Regions from separate parts of the Rattus norvegicus genome. Here region 2 is linked to region 1. Evidence: chromatin contacts called from public Hi-C data. All regions are on one chromosome and are shown on one strand. The core of a region is the stretch at or near the end of the contact, and the rest is flanking DNA. Distances in the headings are between cores, read along the strand shown. Region 1 holds the start of Tubgcp5 (tubulin gamma complex component 5). Region 2 holds the start of Herc2 (HECT and RLD domain containing E3 ubiquitin protein ligase 2).

Evidence for each region. A called contact is a pair of places that touch in the nucleus more often than the background predicts.
Region 2: a contact with region 1 is called in a Hi-C map of liver, with 2.9 times the contacts expected there. The contact joins the promoter of Herc2 here to the promoter of Tubgcp5 in region 1. A contact is called at or near these places in 2 of 12 Hi-C or Micro-C datasets (Schwann cells and liver).

Annotation. Positions count from the first base shown.
Region 1 is chr1:115,768,639-115,773,990 of GRCr8, forward strand. Tubgcp5 (tubulin gamma complex component 5) reads left to right here and starts at 3,656. Exons shown (of 23, transcript NM_001107516.1): 1 at 3,656-3,917; 2 at 5,338-5,352. The coding sequence starts at 3,772. It also overlaps a transcript of Nipa1 not described here.
Region 2 is chr1:116,037,123-116,042,947 of GRCr8, forward strand. It overlaps Herc2 (HECT and RLD domain containing E3 ubiquitin protein ligase 2), which reads left to right and starts at 3,674. Exons shown (of 92, transcript NM_001107520.1): 1 at 3,674-3,770; 2 at 4,141-4,233. The coding sequence starts at 4,212.

The DNA of each region.
Region 1 (5,352 bases), core at 2,406-4,905:
TCCCCCACCCACCCACTCCCACTTCACCACCCTGCATTCCCCTACACTGGGGCATCAAGCCTCCATAGGACCAAGGGCCTCTCTTCCCATTAATGCCAGATAAGGCCATCCTCTGCTACATATGCAGCTGGAGCCATGGGTCCCTCCATGTGTATTCTTTGGTTGGTAGTTTAGTTCCTGAGAGCTCTGGGGGGTCTGGTTGGTTGATATGATTGTTCTTTATAAGGGGTCACAAACCCCTTTAGCTCCTTCAGTCCTTTCCCTGACTCCTCCATTGGGGTCCCCGTGCTCAGTCCAATGATTGGCTGTGAATATCCCCATCTGTATTTGTCTGGCTCTTGCAGAGCCTCTCAGAAGACAGCTATAACAGGTTCCTGTCAGCAAGCACTTCTTGGCATTCGCAATAGTATCTGGGTTTGGTGTCTAAATATGGGATGAATTCCCAGGCGGGGAAGTCTCTGGATGGCCTTTCCTTCAGTCTCTGCTCCATACCTTGTTCCTGTATTTCCTTTAGACAGGAGCAATTCTGGGTTAAAAATTTGGACATGAGTGGGTGGTCCCATCTTCCAACCAGGGGCCTTGCCTAACCTCTGGATATGGTCTCTAAAAGTTCTCCCTCCCCTGTTGGGCATTTCAGTTCATCTCATCCCCATTGGATCCTAGGAGCCTCTTGCTTTCCTGACTTCAGGAACTTTCTGGTGGCTACCCCCAGTACCCCATCCCCCATTGCTACACACCTCTGTTCAATTTCCTGACCCTTTGTATATCATCCCTGTCTCTTCCCATAACTGATCCTGCCCCCCTTTTTCCCCTCCCAAATTTCTCCCACCCTCTACCTCCTGTATTTTGTTCTCCCTTCTAAGAAGAACTGAAGCACCCATACTTAGGATTTCCTTCTTCTTGAGCTTCATATGGTCTGTGAGTTGTATCATGGGTATTCCGAACTTTCTGACTAATATCGACTTATCAGTGAGTGCATACCATGTGTGTTTTTGTGACTGGGTTACCTCACTCAGGATGTTATTTTCTAGTTCCATCCATTTGCCTACGAATTTCATAAAGTCATTGTTTTTGATAGCTGAGTAATATTCCATTGTGTAAATGTACCACATTTTCTGTATCCATTCCTCTGCTGAAGGATGTCTGGGTTCTTTCCAGCTTCTGGCTATTATAAATAAGGCTGCGATGAACATAGTGGAGCACGTGTCTTTGTTGTATGTTGGAGCATCTTTTGGGTATATGCCCAGGAGAGGTATAGCTGGGTCCTCGTGTAGTGGAATGGCCAATTTTCTGAGGAACTGACAGACTGATTTCCAGAGTGGTTGTACTAGTTTGCAATCCCACCAACAATGGAGGAGTGTTCCTCTTTGTCCACATCCTTGCCAGCATCTGCTGTCACCTGAGTTTTTAATCTTAGCCATCCTTGCTCTCAAATCCCTCCTAGGTCTCTTAATGTCCCAAAACTGTGGATGAGAATATGACAATAGAATAGGGACAGGAGACTACAGCACCCAGATTAACATACAAATAAAGCCTATTTTCGGGAAAACTGGAAGTTTCCTCATCTGAGCTTTACACACAGATGGACAGAGCTCAAGCCAGTTGGCAGAGGAAGCTTGTCATGAGCACACCTGCAGTGTCTTTCCATAATGTCAGAATTTATTGAATAGCAATAAATTCACAGGGTTTGCTGGCTTTAATGATAGCAATTCGCCTTAAAATCCAAGTTCTTTATTCCAACCTTAATTATCAATATCAACTCTCATATCACACAGCACACAATAAATATATCCAAATCTTTCTGTCTCTATGTTTCTCTTTGTCTGTCTCTCTCTGTGTGTGTCTCTCTCTCGGTCTCTGTCCCTGTGTGTGTGTGTGTGTGTGTGTGTGTGTGTGTGTGTGTGTGTGTGTGTGTGTGCATCTAGGCTACAGAATGAATGAGTTCAGATGCTTAAGAAGTGGATGGAGAAAAGATTTCTGGTAGAAAATACTGCTTGGGGTCAGGTTTGAGAACGAAGCTGCAACATCTGGATGCTGGATGAAAACAGCAAACCTGGTCCAGAGCAGGAAATAAGTCAAGACCAGGACACTGCCGATTAGCTCCAGATCCAAACAGGATCCCTTCAGTCCCTGAAGAACACACCAAATAATAGGTCTGTGTGCAGCCATAACATCACAGTAATAAGTGTCTATCACTTATAGGATGGATCTACATGAGGGAGACACAGCATTTTCTCCATCTGTGGTATCTGATAAGTCCTTGGGCCCTCGTAGTTCCAATCCTCCCCCATTCAACTTACAGCGTAGCTCCCTTTCTAGTCCCAGGGACAAGTTAATGGTCTTTATTCAGGTGCCTGCCTTTTCTAGGTCTACTCGGCAGTACAACGGTGTAGAAAGCCTCTTGTAAAACAGTCTCCTGGGACAATGCACAGCTCGGGCGATAACAACTGTTTTATCCAATATGGAGTAATAGCCTGATCTCAACAGCTTCAAAGCCCTTCCTCATGAGGGATTCATCTAATAAGCAGAGCACAAGCAAGAAAAATTAAGCCAGATATAAATTGGAGTGGCAGGTGCTATATAAATGTAAATGTTTATAAAGGTTCAAAGGCATCAGCTGGGACTCTGTGACTTTACCCTTCAGCTAACTAGTCCACTCCTACCCTCGAGAGTGCTTTCCCCTTTTTTATATTTTTAAAATTACGCTTTAAATTTTATTTCATATGGGGTAGAACTATGCACATGTGGAGATTATTAGACTCCTTGTGGAACTTGGGTCTCTCTTTCATGTGAGTCCAGAGGATAGGATGCAAGCAGCCAGGCCTAACAGCAAGCAACCTTATTGAGTAAGCCAGCTGTATGGCCCACTTTCCCTTTCTTAACTTGTTTGAGGGTTCTTGCAACGAGCACAGCTACTGGTACTGTACCAATGAGCAGTCCTCCTCAATAGGGAAGGTTCACCTAACCCAAGTTAGGTGCACATGGAGCAGCAAGGGAGAAACATCCCTCACCATCAAGTGGGTGACAGACAGCTCGCCCTCACATCTCCACTTTACCTAAATAAACCAGCAGTTTTCAACATGTGGGCAGTGAGCCCCCCACCAAAGGAGTCGCATATCAGATATTTACGATTCATGACACTAGCAAAATTATAGTTATGAAGTAGCAACGAAATAATTTAATGATTATGGGTCATCACAACATGAAGAACTATATTAAAGGGTCACAGCATTAGGTTGAGAACCACTGTAATAAATAAATGGACGCTATCTCGGTTTTAACCTAAGTCCCTAGTCTAACCAGAAACTTGTATTAAGTTGGGGAGTACTGAGAGCCTAGTTTAGGTCATCTGGAGAAGAAACTGAAGCCCGGAGCATTAACAAATTAGTCATGGTGTTGGAAAATGTCGTAAACTATACCCTGAATGGGAAAAGTGATTGCCTCAAAATGCATACGAATCTAAACCATTAATCAAGGCTATCCAGAGTCCATTATTAACAACGACTAATCATAAATAATAGCTAGCTCTCTGAAAACACTCAGATTTCCTAACGTACAAGCAAAAAGAGCACATCTCTTTCCCATACACAGACAAACCGCATCCAACAACTAAACACCAAGCCCGTGAGCACCGCCTCCAGGCACAGCACCGGGGCTGCCTGAACGCTCCCGGAAACAGTCTCCAAATCTCGAAAGCCCAGTGCCGCGACAAGCAGAACTCTCGCGAGAACAGTCGCCGCTTAGCGGAGACCTGATAGGTAGGTCGTGGGTATGGCCCGGCCTAAGTCGTCCGGGAGCCGGATGGACAGACAACTGGAACACGATGTGCGTGAGCTCGTCCGGCAGGTCACTGGCCTGCAGGATGAGGCGGATTCCAACTTCCAAATGGCCCTGGACTTCGCCTGGTCCAACTTCAGGTGTGGGAGCGCGGCTGCGGGCTAACGCCGGGCGGGCTGGCGGGCGGATCCGGGTCAGGAGTGCGGCCTCCTGGAAACCGCCGGCTGCTGCTGTGCCTTGGTTTCCCCTAAGTGCCCTTACGAGAAACACGCAGTTGCAGCGGCACATCCTAGAGAGCTGTTGACTCTGCTCTCCCTCACGCAGTACTTTGCACGTCAGAAGTCATTTAATGGCTGGAAAAGTGAATTTTTAGCGCGAAATTCTGATCACATCACCAACTCCCCTCTACTCTTGCTCCGGCCACTTGCAGATTTCCCTGCTTCTGTGTCCTCTTTTTGCATAAAACAAATTCAAGTTCTACTACTGAGCCACACATAGCATGCCTAGTAAAATCACCTTAAACAGTGAACAGTTTGTCAAGCTCTACGATCCTGATTGTAAACGCAGACATGAGTGTGCCTAGGTCGTGAGAATACAGACCTCTCAGGTTCATAGCATGCCAACTATCCAAAACAACGAGTGCGATTTCTAATTATGATCTGTAAAAAGAGCAATGATTCAAGTAAGCTAAATAACCCAGAAAGCAATTGTAGCACAAGTAATTTTTCTAGTGGCAGGCTTGAGGCAGGTGATAATCACTTTAGAGTTGGGAGAGACATAAGATGTTGCATACTATAACAGCAGTAGTGAAAGCATAGGTATCACTCTGTCACCAGTAGAAAACATGTAACATTCACATTGTATTACAGCTGCTTTATTTCCAAATGTTGTTTGTTATTACATCAACGAGCCTTTGGTCCCACTGTTGTTTACGTGTGAGTGATTTGCCTCTATGTATACATGTGCGTGTGTGTGCCTGGTACCCAAACAGCTGATCACCTGGAACTCTGGTTATAGTTTGTGTGTTCTGTGAATAGAACCTGGGGGCCTGGAACAAAGGCAAGGAGTCTTAACCCCTAAGCCATCTCTCCAGACCCTTCCCAAAGCTTCCTAAATATGTGGTAATTGTATTTGACTATGCTTTTCTTTGTGTTTTATTTTGCACCTTTAGCAAAATTACTCAGAGGGCGAATGTTAAGATTTCACTGGGCCTCTCTCTTACATTAAAAAGACAAAGAACATCCAGTCACAATGATGTATGCCTGTAATCACATCAGTATTTTGTGCTAAAAATTAGACCCACTTGAGTAGCTCAGGCAGGAGGATTGCTGCGAGTTGAAGGCTATCCTTAGCCTCCTAGTGAGTTCGGAGCCACTAGATTTTGCAAAAACCCTAAGAAAATATGTTATAGTGAACATAACTATGGGACCCATGAAAAGACAAAGGAGCCAAAGGACAGATTGTAGAAGAAGTATCAGACATATGCAGGGATATGGAGAGCTATATGACGTTAAGTATTGTCATGCAATATTGGCATTAAAACTATTTTATCTTTACCAGATTTCATCGTTTCTT
Region 2 (5,825 bases), core at 2,424-4,923, 270 kb after region 1:
CTATCATATCATTTGCAAATAGTGATATTTTGATTTCTTCCTTTCCAATCTGTATCCCTTTGACCTCTTTTTATTTTTATTTATTTTTTTCTTTTCTTTTTTTTCGGAGCTGGGGACCAAACCCAGAGCCTTACGCTTGCTAGGCAAGTGCTCTACCACTGAGCTAAATCCCCAACCCCTCCTTTTATTGTCTAATTGTTCTGGCTTGGACTTTAAGAACTATGTTGTAATTTAAAAAAAAAAAAAACGGCTTGGTTCTCTCACATACCAATCCATGCTTTTCTCCCTGGCTCTCTCTGACCCGGGCAGTCTGGACAGTCTGGAAGCCATTCCAGCATGGCACCTTTCCACACTGTTTTGCTTTCATTCCCAGTTCCCTTGGTGGGTTGTTACCACGCCAGGCATACACATCCCAATTCCATGGCAGGCTTGGTGTGCCCTGCCACCGCACCTTCTCTTGAACTCAATTAAGTCACCACGTGAAAGAACACCCCACACGATAACCTCTGATCCAATTGATAAGATATAATTTACCCATCTAGATAGTACACACTCATCCCTTAAAACTAGTCATAACAACCTGTAACTATGTGCAGACAAGTTACAAGAATCTTAACATCTGCCACCGTGTTCTCCCAGCTCTTCTTCCTCGCTCTGGCTCCTTCTCTCCTTTTCCTCCCTTCTAAAACCTCTGTTCCCACCTCCCTTCCTTCTCATCCAATGACAGGCCTTGTTTTATCTTCTCTGCCTTCACCTGCATAATGACATCAACATACAGAACCATATTGAGTAGGTAGTGGGCAGCCTTGTCTAGTCCCCGATTTTAGTGTGGTTGCTTCAAGTTTCTCTCCATTTAGTTTGATGTTGGCTACTGGTTTGCTGTATATGGCTTTTACTATGTTTAGGTATGGGCCTTGAATTCCCGATCTTTCCAAGACTTACCATGAAGCGGTGTTGAATTTTGTCAAATGCTTTTTCAGCATCTAATGATATGATCATGTGATTTTTTTTTGAGTTTTTTATATAGTGGATTACATTGATGGATTTCCCTATATTGAACCATCCCTGCATCCCTGGGATGAAGCCTACTTGATAATGATGAATGATCATTTTGGTGTGTTCTTGGATTCAGTTTGTGGGAATTTTATAGAGTATTTTTGCATCAATATTAATTGGGGAAATTGGTCTGAAATTCTCTTTCTTTGTAGGGTCCTTGTGTGGTTTAGGTATAAGCATAATTGTGGCTTCATAGAATGAATTGGGTAGTGTTCCTTCTGTTTCTATTTTGTGTAATACTTTGAAGAGTATTGGTATTAGATCTTCTTTAAAGGTCTGATCGAGTATGAACTAAAACCATCTGGTCCTGGGCTTTCTTAGGGGGAGGGAGTTGAAAGGGTTTTAATGACTGCTTCTATTTCTTTAGGGTTTATGGCACTGTTTAGATGGTTAATCTGATCCTGACTTAACTTTGGTACCTGATATCTGTCTAGAAAATTGTCCATTTTATCCGGATTTACTTTTTTAGTTTTGTTGAGCATAGGCTTTTGTAGAAGATCTGATGGTTTTTTGAATTTCCTGTTTCTGTTGTTATGTCTCCTTTTTCACTTCTGATTTTGTTAATTTGGATATTCTCTCTTTGCCCTCTGGTTGGTCTGATTAAGAGTTTATCTATCTTGTTGTTTTTCTCAAAGAACCAGCTCCTGGTTTTGTTGATATATATACACACATATATATGTATGTATTATATATTTTTTGTATAGTTCATTTTGTTTCTATTTGGTTGATTTCACCCATAAGTTTGATTATTTCCTGCCGTCCACTCCTCTTGGGTGTATTTGCTTCTTTTTGTTCTAGAGCTTTTAGGTGTGCTGTCAAGCTGCTAATGTATGCTCTCTCCAGTTTCTTTTTGAAGGCACTCAGAGCTATGAGTTTTCTTCTTAGCACTGATTTCATTGTGTTCCATAAGTTGGGTATGTTGTACCTTCATTTTCATTAAATTCTAAAAAGTCTTTAATTTCTTTATTTCTTCCTGGACCAAGTTATCATTGAGTACAGCATTGTTAAACTTCTATGTATTTGTGAACTTTCTGTCCTTTTCGTTGTTATTGAAGACCAACCTTAGTCTGTGGTGATCTGACAGGATGCATGGGATTATTTCAATCTTCTATATATCTATTGAGGTCTGTTTTGTGACCGATTATATGTTTTCAGTTTTGCAGAAGGTACCATGAGGTGCTGAGAAGAAGGACATCATTTTTACAGCATGCAGACACAGATCTGCATGAGAGGGGAGCCTGAGGACCAGAGAAGCCTCCTCAGGTGTTACCTTCCACTGGTAATGAAGCTGTCTTGTATCACATTCAAAGCCCTGTCCAACTTACCTGTACTTTGGATGTGGTTGAATTTGAAACCTTGTTCAGATACTTTTGAGGCGAAGCAGAACTAAATTAGAGTCACAGAGTCTTTCAGAAGTGTGATAAAAGATTATAGACCTTTTATACTGCTTCCTGCTGCTTGAAACAGAGATATGATGTCTAGAGCTATGGCAAATCCCTTGACCTTTGGAGTGAATTTGAAGATACATACCAAGGATGACAAAAGACGGGCATTTTAACGTTGCGATTGAGCCAGCATACCATTGTGGAATATCCTTCATTGCTGCCTTTTTACAAGTGGGAAAAATGAACTATCATATTTAAGACAACGTTAACACCTGCAGTTCCTATTAAAAATGTTCTAAGTCCCTTGACCTCTATGGAAAAGTTTAATTTCTAAAGTGCTTGGAGACTGTGTTATGTTTTATTTATAGTTTAATTCCATGATGATCAGAGAACATATTCTGTGTGTGTGATTTTAATTTTTCTTTCTTACATTTTTTACCCCGAGACAGTCTCTTTTTTTTTTTTTTTCTTTCTTTTTTTCGGAGCTGGGGACCGAATCCAGGGCCTTGAGCTTGCTAGGCAAGTGCTCTACCACTGAGCTAAATCCCCACCCCCCCCCCCCCCCCCGGGGGCCGTCTCTTAACTCAGAATCCACCTGCTTCTGCCTCCTTAGTGCCAGGATTAAAGACATGCATCATCAGGGCCGGCTCAATTGCTTTGTCTTAAATTTCGTCTTATTCCCCACTAACTCAAAGGCCAAAAAGGACGCTGTCGTTAAAGCACAGGGAGCCTCGTCGCACTGGAAATACCTTAGCAACTTCGGGTCTCTGGAAGCAACAGAGTCTAAGAATGGTTGAGAATAGGCAAGCAAGCGTGCGTGCGCACAAGTCCCGCCTCCCCGGGTCTGCTGTAGGCTCTGGCGGAGCGGGTGAGCCTCAAGAAGGAAGATGAGTCGCGTTGAAGGAAGCGGAAGTTGGGATGGACGTGCGGCGCTGCTCGTTCATTGGCTGGAGCCGTCTCTCAACCTCGCGCTATTGGGCGGGCGCCGTCATGCGTCAGTCTGCGCTTCAGGCCACAGACTGGATCGCGAGCGCCGGCCGGCTCCTGCAGGGAGTGTTCCCTCAGCCGGCTGGCGGAGCGGGCGGCGCCAGGTCTGGCCGAGCTGGGCCGAAGGAGGGCGTAGGGGCCGAAGACGGGCGGCGCCAGGTCCGGGAGAGCGGGACCCGGAGAGCGGCGGGCGGAAGGCGGGCGTTGGCGCGGAGAAACTAGGGCCTGTGCGCTTTGGAGGCCGCGCAGTCTCGGCTACCTTTTTAGTATTAGGCGATTATTGTAGATTTATCTGCAGACATGACTTTTGTTTATTTACCACACTCCGCCTGACTGCTGTAGGTATAGCGGCTGATGCACACTGGTGTCATTTGTCCTTGCGATAGTGAGTTTTTCTGTCGTGTGTATGTGTGTGTCCCTTTGGATTTAAGGGAGTGGGATGACATTGGGCCATGGTCGCCAGTGACCACTGTAGGTCTGGCCAACGTATTCCGAAATCCCAGAGACTCTACCTTTATTGGAAGTGGTATTTCCCTCCCTTCTCCCATTCTGGGTCCAGCTTTCCCTCTCATCCCTCATCCTCTTGTCCCCTCCCCCAGCTCTCCTTCCCTGTTTTTTATGTTGTCTGTCTCTCCTGCGTTAAAGAGCAGGAATGGTTTAAATAGCAGTTTTAAAAAGCTTTAGGACATCAGCGTTTCTATTTGACTTGCAGGCCTGACCACCGAGAGGAAACATGCCTTCTGAGTCTTTCTGTTTGGCTGCCCAGTCTCGACTTGACTCCAAATGGTTGAAAACAGATATCCAGGTGGGGTTGACATGTTTTTTGTTTGTTGGTTTTTTTTTTTTTGTTTTTGTTTTTTTTTTTTCTTTGTGTGTTCCTGTCTCTATAAAAATTTTTGGTTAAGGAGAATAGCAATTAGATCGTGTCTTAGGAAGGTTATTTCTTATAATTTACAATATAACATTTATTGTGACTGTCGAAGAGATGCTATGTGGTTGTGTCTTCACTGAGGTTATTTGTAAGTGCAAGAAACTTGAGATCCAGTTATGCAATTTTTCAATATTTTTATTCAGGAGTCTCTCTCGCTCTCTCTTTTTAAAGACAGGGTTTCATATTCCCAGGCTGGCCTTGAACTCCCATGTAGGTGAGGATGACCTGAAATCAGATCCTTTTGCCTTCACCTCTGGTGTGCGAGCATGGCAGGCTTGTGCCACCTTGTTGGTATTATGTGGTATAGTTAGACAAGTGTTTTATCAGCTGAACTCCATCCCAGCTCTTGCCAACACTCTTGATCAAGAGTTGACTGTTGTTTATTTCTTCTTCTTCTTTTTTTTTTTCCCTCTTATTTTTAGAAAGGGTCTCACTGTTAACTGACCATGCCTGGCTGGCCTCCGCTTCCTGTGTGCTGGGATTAGCGGCATGCACTGTTACCTTTGCAGATGATTGTTAACTATGCAGGGAAGCGGTGGAGTGATATGTAGTTACCATTTTCTGCGACTCTGTGTTTGTGCTGCTGGGGAGATGAAAGTTTAGTTGAGCTATTGGCGTTATATGTACCACATCTGTAATTAAGAGAAATGTTCATGTTTGCACAGCAGAAGCAAGAGAAACAAGGCTGGCCTGTGACTGTAATGTTTTAAAAAAGTAATTACAAGTGTATCAGGAAATGATGAAATGAGTAATCACAGTAAAATGTTTGTAGATGGTTCCTCGTAAGCTACTACTGTTTATGAACCGTTTGGAAGAGTACTCTTGGGTCTTCACAGTACCAGCATAAAAAAGGGTCTGAAATGTTTCTATTGTCTGACTGTTCTTTCTTCCCTTTGGAGGAGAGGGTGCTGACCACGTTAAATATTTGCCGAATAATAGACTTTTTATAACAATCTTACTTGTAGCTTATTATTAACAGTCCTTACTGTAAGGCAGTGATTGATTATGGAGTTTTACACACGAAAAGGTATTACCTTCTTGTGATTAACTTTTGCTTTAAACATGGTTTGAGGGCCAGTAGATAGGAGACCAAGTGTTGAGGACTGTTGGCAATCACTGTTGAAGATGCTAGGTTTGCTGCTGTTCATGGTGTGCTGCTAGATGGGACTGAGCTAAGGGGACTTACAAAGTGGTTTGGTAGTTCCTATCCTTTTGTTGTTTAAATATTTCTTTTTCTGCAGCAGTTAGTGACAGCTGTCTCTTGTCTTTTGTAAGTAGATTGGAGAGGTGAAAAAATAAGTGATTTTTTTTTTAATATCTGAAATACTGACAGTTAAACTTTAAGAAACATTAAAGATTTGTTTTTGTGTGTATATGATGTGAGTCAGTGTGTTCTTGTTCGAGGGTATGCATGTGCCATGCATGTGTATAGAGGTTGGGGGACAATCTCAGTGTCAGTCCTGAAC